Linked DNA regions of Anser cygnoides: region 1 is linked to region 2. A link is a contact called in public Hi-C data. All regions are on one chromosome and are shown on one strand. Each heading gives the region's core, a stretch centred on a gene start, on an enhancer-like site or on the middle of the called end of the contact. The rest is flanking DNA. Distances are from core to core; before and after follow the strand shown. Region 1 overlaps SH3KBP1 (SH3 domain containing kinase binding protein 1). Region 2 holds the start of SH3KBP1 (SH3 domain containing kinase binding protein 1).

The links. A called contact is a pair of places that touch in the nucleus more often than the background predicts.
Region 1: a contact with region 2 is called in a Hi-C map of liver, with 1.8 times the contacts expected there. The contact joins the enhancer-like site here to the promoter of SH3KBP1 in region 2. A contact is called at or near these places in 3 of 7 Hi-C or Micro-C datasets (all in liver).

What each region holds. Positions count from the first base shown.
Region 1 is chr1:128,688,366-128,691,186 of Taihu_goose_T2T_genome, reverse strand. All of the region lies in intron 3 of SH3KBP1 (SH3 domain containing kinase binding protein 1), which reads right to left. Among named protein-coding and RNA genes, the nearest start is that of SH3KBP1, 83 kb to the right of the region's middle. Within about 2 kb of position 1,301, at least 1 of the 3 cell types and tissues checked has open chromatin away from gene starts, as enhancers often do. A contact at or near this core is called in liver, where this site is marked.
Region 2 is chr1:128,605,529-128,608,411 of Taihu_goose_T2T_genome, reverse strand. SH3KBP1 (SH3 domain containing kinase binding protein 1) reads right to left here and starts at 1,270. Exons shown (of 19, transcript XM_066981109.1): 1 at 702-1,270. The coding sequence starts at 705.

The DNA.
Region 1 (2,821 bases), core at 52-2,551, 83 kb before region 2:
CATTAAAAGAAAAAAAAAAAGAAGAGATGTCTTCCAGTGTTTTTTCTGTTCCAAGACCTGACTAATTTTCTTATGATATTTAGTAACAGTAACAATAGCAATAATTTTGCTTTTTTTTTTTTTTAAACCAATCTGAAAATGCTCTAAGGAAAATAAAAGGCCTTCCTAACCTGTTATTAACAGGGTACAACAATGCCAATTCTAACTAAAGCCAAGGATATATATATATATATATATATATTAAATTCAGTTTTACAGAAGATTAAGAACAACAGTTCTATATGCCAAGCAAAAATTCTGGGGTTGTGAAAAGATACACGAAAAGACCCACACCTAGCCAGGAAAGGATTTTCTTGGCATATGAACTGTAGGAAGAAGCATAAGAATGGTCTCTCCCAGGTTCTGGCATAGCATAAGCAAGACAACCACAGCTCACATTCATGAAATTTCAGACAAGTCATTCAGTGCCTCGGCCTTTTTCCTTAGACAGGGATTGATGGAGCAGCACCTGAAGCACCCACCAAAACTGCCTAGGGCTGGTGCAGCCCTGGGAATTGTCAGGGAATGCACAAGGATGACTTAATGTTTCCCTAACCCCATCTCTACACTTGAACAAATTGTTCTTTTCTGAGCCTTTCAGCAGTAGAGCATGAAAACACTGGAACACTATATTAAAATGCTCTGTTTTCCAGATTTTAATTATCACCACCCCCACGCATGATCACAACAGATCTCAGCATAACCCAGGCAGGTATAACCCAGGTTTTGTCAATAGGTAGCCTGAGAAAGAGATAGCTGAAATACCTGGAAGTTTTGAGTAATTTTTGATATGCCACTGCAATTAATCAGAAAAACTCTGTGCATCTGAAAAAAAAATCAATACACATTAATAACTGAAAAATTCATGTGTGGCAATTTGGCCAACAGAACAATTTAATGGAAGTTACAGAGGAACTCTGGCAGATCACAGAATCATAGAATATCCCGAGTTGGAAGGGACCCATAAGGATCATCGAGTCCAACTCCTGGCACTGCACAGGTCTACCCAAAAGTTTAGACCATGTGACTAAGTGCACAGCCCAATCGCTTCTTAAATTCAGACAGGCTTGGTGCAGTGACTACTTCACTGGGGAGCCTGTTCCAGTGTGCGACCACCCTCTCGGTGAAGAACCTCTTCCTGAAGTCCAGCCTAAGATCTAAGATCTTTTCTAAGATCTAAGATCTTTTCTAAGAAAATAAAACCATTATTTCTTAGGTGTAGCCCTAACTTCTAGATCATACTTACAAGCCTGTAAAGAGATGAAATCCCTAAAAAATATTAACTCTTACAGATATATCAAGGCCAAGCATAGCACCATTTCCTAAATTTTGTTCACCACAGCAGTCATTTTTACTGTATATTTCTGTTAGGTCACTAGTACATGCAGTCAGCAAGAAACATTAAAGGATTAGAAATGTTCTGTTTTTACTTTTCTCAGTGAAAAGCAAGCAAAATCAAATCCTGGTCAATCTTCTCCTGGTCTTTATAACAAAAACCTGCGTAACTGATGGACAGTAATCTACAACTAAAAATACCACAACCGATCGATGCCCTCAGCGTGTAGTGGAAGTACTAACATGGGTAGGCTACTACTGGTGGCATTAAGCCAACTTTAAATTATCCCTAGATTACATCTGTGACCCACAAAAGCAATCACCACTACTTGTTTGATGACACAAGCCTTCACAAGAAGCATTTCGATTTTTCACTGAATTTATTACAGGAGTCCCTAATTGCAACATAGTGCTTAGAAATAATTAACTTGAAGAAACAAGATAACAAAGTTGGATTCATAACAACTTTTTTATTCAGAAATTCATTCTTTTCATCTTACCTTCTTAGATGTTTCTTACAAATAATTCATCTATTTTCCTTGAATACCACTGCTGGACACTTGTCAATATTCCTCAAGGAAAAACTCTCTACAAGCCAACAGCCCAAGAGGCCAAGATTCTTCTGCTCAAAATGTCACTGCCTGCTAAAGTGCTGCCACTTATTTGAGGCCAACCAAGTTAAGTAGCAAAACTACGCAAAGTAACACCACAGCCATAGAAAAGCACTTACCATCAACTTGGTAGTAGAAACATCAAAACTTCACACCTACATCACTGGACCTGCTCTGAGGTTCCAAGCAGCAAAATTACATTGCCCAAGCAAATAAATCAGATTGACTATTTTCACTGCCGAACAGTGGCTACAGATCTTTAGATACATCCCTCTCCTCTTCCCTTCCGAACAAGAAGAAGGAAGAAAGTACTCTTTTTCAGGTCAGGTCACACTCTATGATCAGCAAACAGATTGAGATAGGGTTGTTTAAAAATCGCAGCACAAGGACACTTGAAGAAAAGAATCCCCGTGGCATTTAAGATTCCCTCTGCAGCTAAATATTGCAACTCCTTCTACATGGAGGGAGTTATTTGCCACACAGCTCTTAGAAGACTCCTTATTATTGAATGCAACAGTAGCTACTTGCTTAGCTGTTGTCACTTGAGCAAGGAGACTTTGGCACCATGCTCAAACTGACCACAGAAAACTAAGGGAAACCTCTCTTGGCCTCGTTATTCTCTGTGCATCCTTAGCTCTGTACATCCATAGCTGTGCTGCTAGAGGAGAGTATAGCATACTGCAACTGCTTGCTCTGCAGCAATGGAAATAGCCATGGAGAAGCAGACAAAATAAATTTATCAACCCTGACACTATGTAGAGGTAGCCATGAAAAGCGCAATCCCCATTAATGAAATTCAAAACAGTAACATTCTAATATGAGATCTCCTGATTTCC
Region 2 (2,883 bases), core at 21-2,520:
AGCTGAGCGAGTTGCGTATGCCTGGATGCCTTTCAGCCTGGACCGGAGCGCTCGGTGGAAGTCCGTGGCGAAGAGGCAGCGCTTCATCCTGCGGCGTGCAGGTGCGGCAGCTCCGCATCGCTGGGGGGGCACCTGGCGGGCTGAGCTCCCCAGGAACAAAGAGAGGGTGATCTCCCCCCTCTCCTCCCGGTGTGGCAGCAGGTAACGCGCTGTAAGATGTCTGCCCGCACGGCGCGTTATATCCAGCCCCTTCAGCGACGCTGCCCTCAGCCTGCACCAGCCCGGGGGTACCAGCCCGCGCCCGGCACCGCCACCTCGCCTCACCCCGGCCCCTCAGCCGGGCACAACGCGGCCCTTCGGCCCCCGGCCCCCCGCTGCCTCCTCTCCCTCCCTCGCCGCCCAGGTAGCGGCCGCTGCCCGCCCCGGCCGGAGCCGCCTCACGCGGCCCGCGGGAGCCACCTCACGGGCAGCGCCTGCCGCGACCCACCGCCCCCCGCCCAACCACCGACCCCACAACGGCCCCAACGGCCCCGCAACCGACCCCACAACGGCCCCAGCCCAGGGGCTGCCCAGCACGGGTCGGGGTCTCCCCCGCAGGCGAGCGGCCAGCCGGGGGGGGGGGGGGGGGGGAGAAGTTGGGAGCCACGAGGCGGGCGGGGGCAGCCTCACCCTGCCGGCTCCTGCCCCCGGCCCAGACTCACCCATTGATGTGGAGCCGGGCAGCGCCGGAGGCAGGCCGAAAGTTTGGGGCGGCGGCGGAAGGGGGAAGAAGCGGCTGCTGGCGGTGCTGGTGGCGGTGGCGGTGCTGCTGCTGCTGACAGCGCGGCCCCCTCCCTGCTCGCCCGCCGCTCCCTCCTCCCGCAGCTCAGCGCCCGCCGCAGCCGGGCTGCGTGCCGCGTCCCGCCGCCCTCGGCATGCGTGTTCGCGGGGAGGGAGAGGAGGCAAAAAAATAATAATAATAATAAAAAAATAAAAATAAATAAAAATAAAACGAGGCGAGGGAAGGGGCTCAGCCGTCAGCCACCTGGGTGGGTTCCCCCGCTGCCGGGCGGAGCGAGGCGGGGACAGAGCGCGGCCGAGCCCGGGCGCCTGCCGGGGAGCCGCGGGGGTGGGCGGCTTGGCCGGGGGGGCTCTGCCCGCTGCTGCCGCCTGTGGCGGTGCTGCCGCTGCCGCCGCTACCGGAGCGGCTCGGCTCGGCACGGCTCGGCTCGGCTGGGCGCTGCGGGAAGTGTCGCGAGACTGCGCCAGAGCCGCCGGGAGGGAGCGAGGGAGGGACGGGGCAGGCCGCGGGGCCGGGCCCGGCGGGGCAGGGCAGGGCAGGGCAGGGCGGGGAAGGCAGGGAAGGGAAGGGAAGGGGTCCCCCGGGCAGCCCCCCGCCGCCACAGGTGCCCCTCACAGCCGTGGAGGGCCCCTCGGCGGGCTGGGGAGGAAGGAAGGAAGGAAGGAAGGGAGGGAGGGAGATAAACAGATAAAGAGCGGCTGCTTCTCGGAGCTGTGCTCGCCCCGGGGCTTTGCAGGAGCCGCACGAGGGGAGCGCAGACCCTCAGCGGCGCGTGGGGGGGGCGGCGGGAGCAGGTTAAGGGCTGAACTGCTGCACAGCGTAGGTAACAGCTCCCGGTATTAGTGAAAGGCTGAGCAAAGGGAGCTGTACCGGCCTCAGGGGGGTGACCGGGGTACGGAGAGAAGAGCGTCAGGAACGCGAGCGCCTTCCCCTGCCCCACCCAAGAGGGTTCAGCGGGAGAAAAGGCTTTTGGGGCTGAGGAAGTCCCAAGGGAAAAGAAGCAAGGGACTCCTTGGGCATGGACGTGCACGTTTTTTTAAACTATGATAATGGAGAGCTGTTTGGGAGAAAAAAATAACCGAGTTTCACTGATAAGAACCTTAAGTGTTTACAGATTTCTTCTTGATTGATAAATCTTATTTTTTCACAGCTAGGAAAACTTCATTTTAACTTACCATTTTACCTGCTGCAGCAAGATGGGACATCGGAACTGATTCATATGCTCCAGCAGCTTGGCTTTAATTCTTATCCTTTACAAAAATCTAGTTATAAAACCTCTATAGAGATTATAAAACCTATACCATAAAACCTCTCCGAAGAATACTCAATTTAGAGAAATTTAGAATATGCACTTTAGAGAAAACTTAAAAAAAAAAAAAAAAAAGGCAAGTTCAGCTATGAAAAGGAATACAGTGGAATACAGGTCTGACATAGGTGTAGACAGCCTCCAGTTCGGAGTTCCACTGAAAAGTGAGAAACAAACCAACTCAGTACCGGTTCCAGGAACACTAGGACACTGAATTGCAAGCCCCTGGCAGAGTTCAGAAACTTGCAGGGAATAGAAAAAAATATTTTATCTCCATACGTACACAGAGCATCTTTTAGCCAGCCACATACTGCCAGAAAGCCCACATTCTCTCCCACACACTTTAATAAAACAACGCTGGTTTCCGTTATCCACAACTCATTGCAGAAGGGCCTTTAAACTTAATTATTTGTGTTACAGCTTTAATTCTGCAAAGCCAACAACAGGAAAAGCAGCAGCTTTTACCTGGTGATTTCAGCTGGTTTGTCATGTGAGGCTCAGGTCTATCAGACCCAAGTAACATGTCAAACTAAGACAGATCGATGCGTCCAGCTTTGAGAGGAATTAAGACAGTTCTATTGTTAGCATGCCAATTTTATTGGGAGTTAGGCTTTCCAAGGCTCCAGCTGTGTAGTTTAAGGTGGATTAAATGTTGTAACTGAGAAACTCGGTGCATCCCAGTAGCTCCATTTCTAGAACTGTTTAGGGCTAGTAGTAGAAGTGATAAGGAATAACACAAAGTAGTGAGTTTTCCAACTACATGTTACAATGCATGGAAGAAAGCCAATTTTGCAAT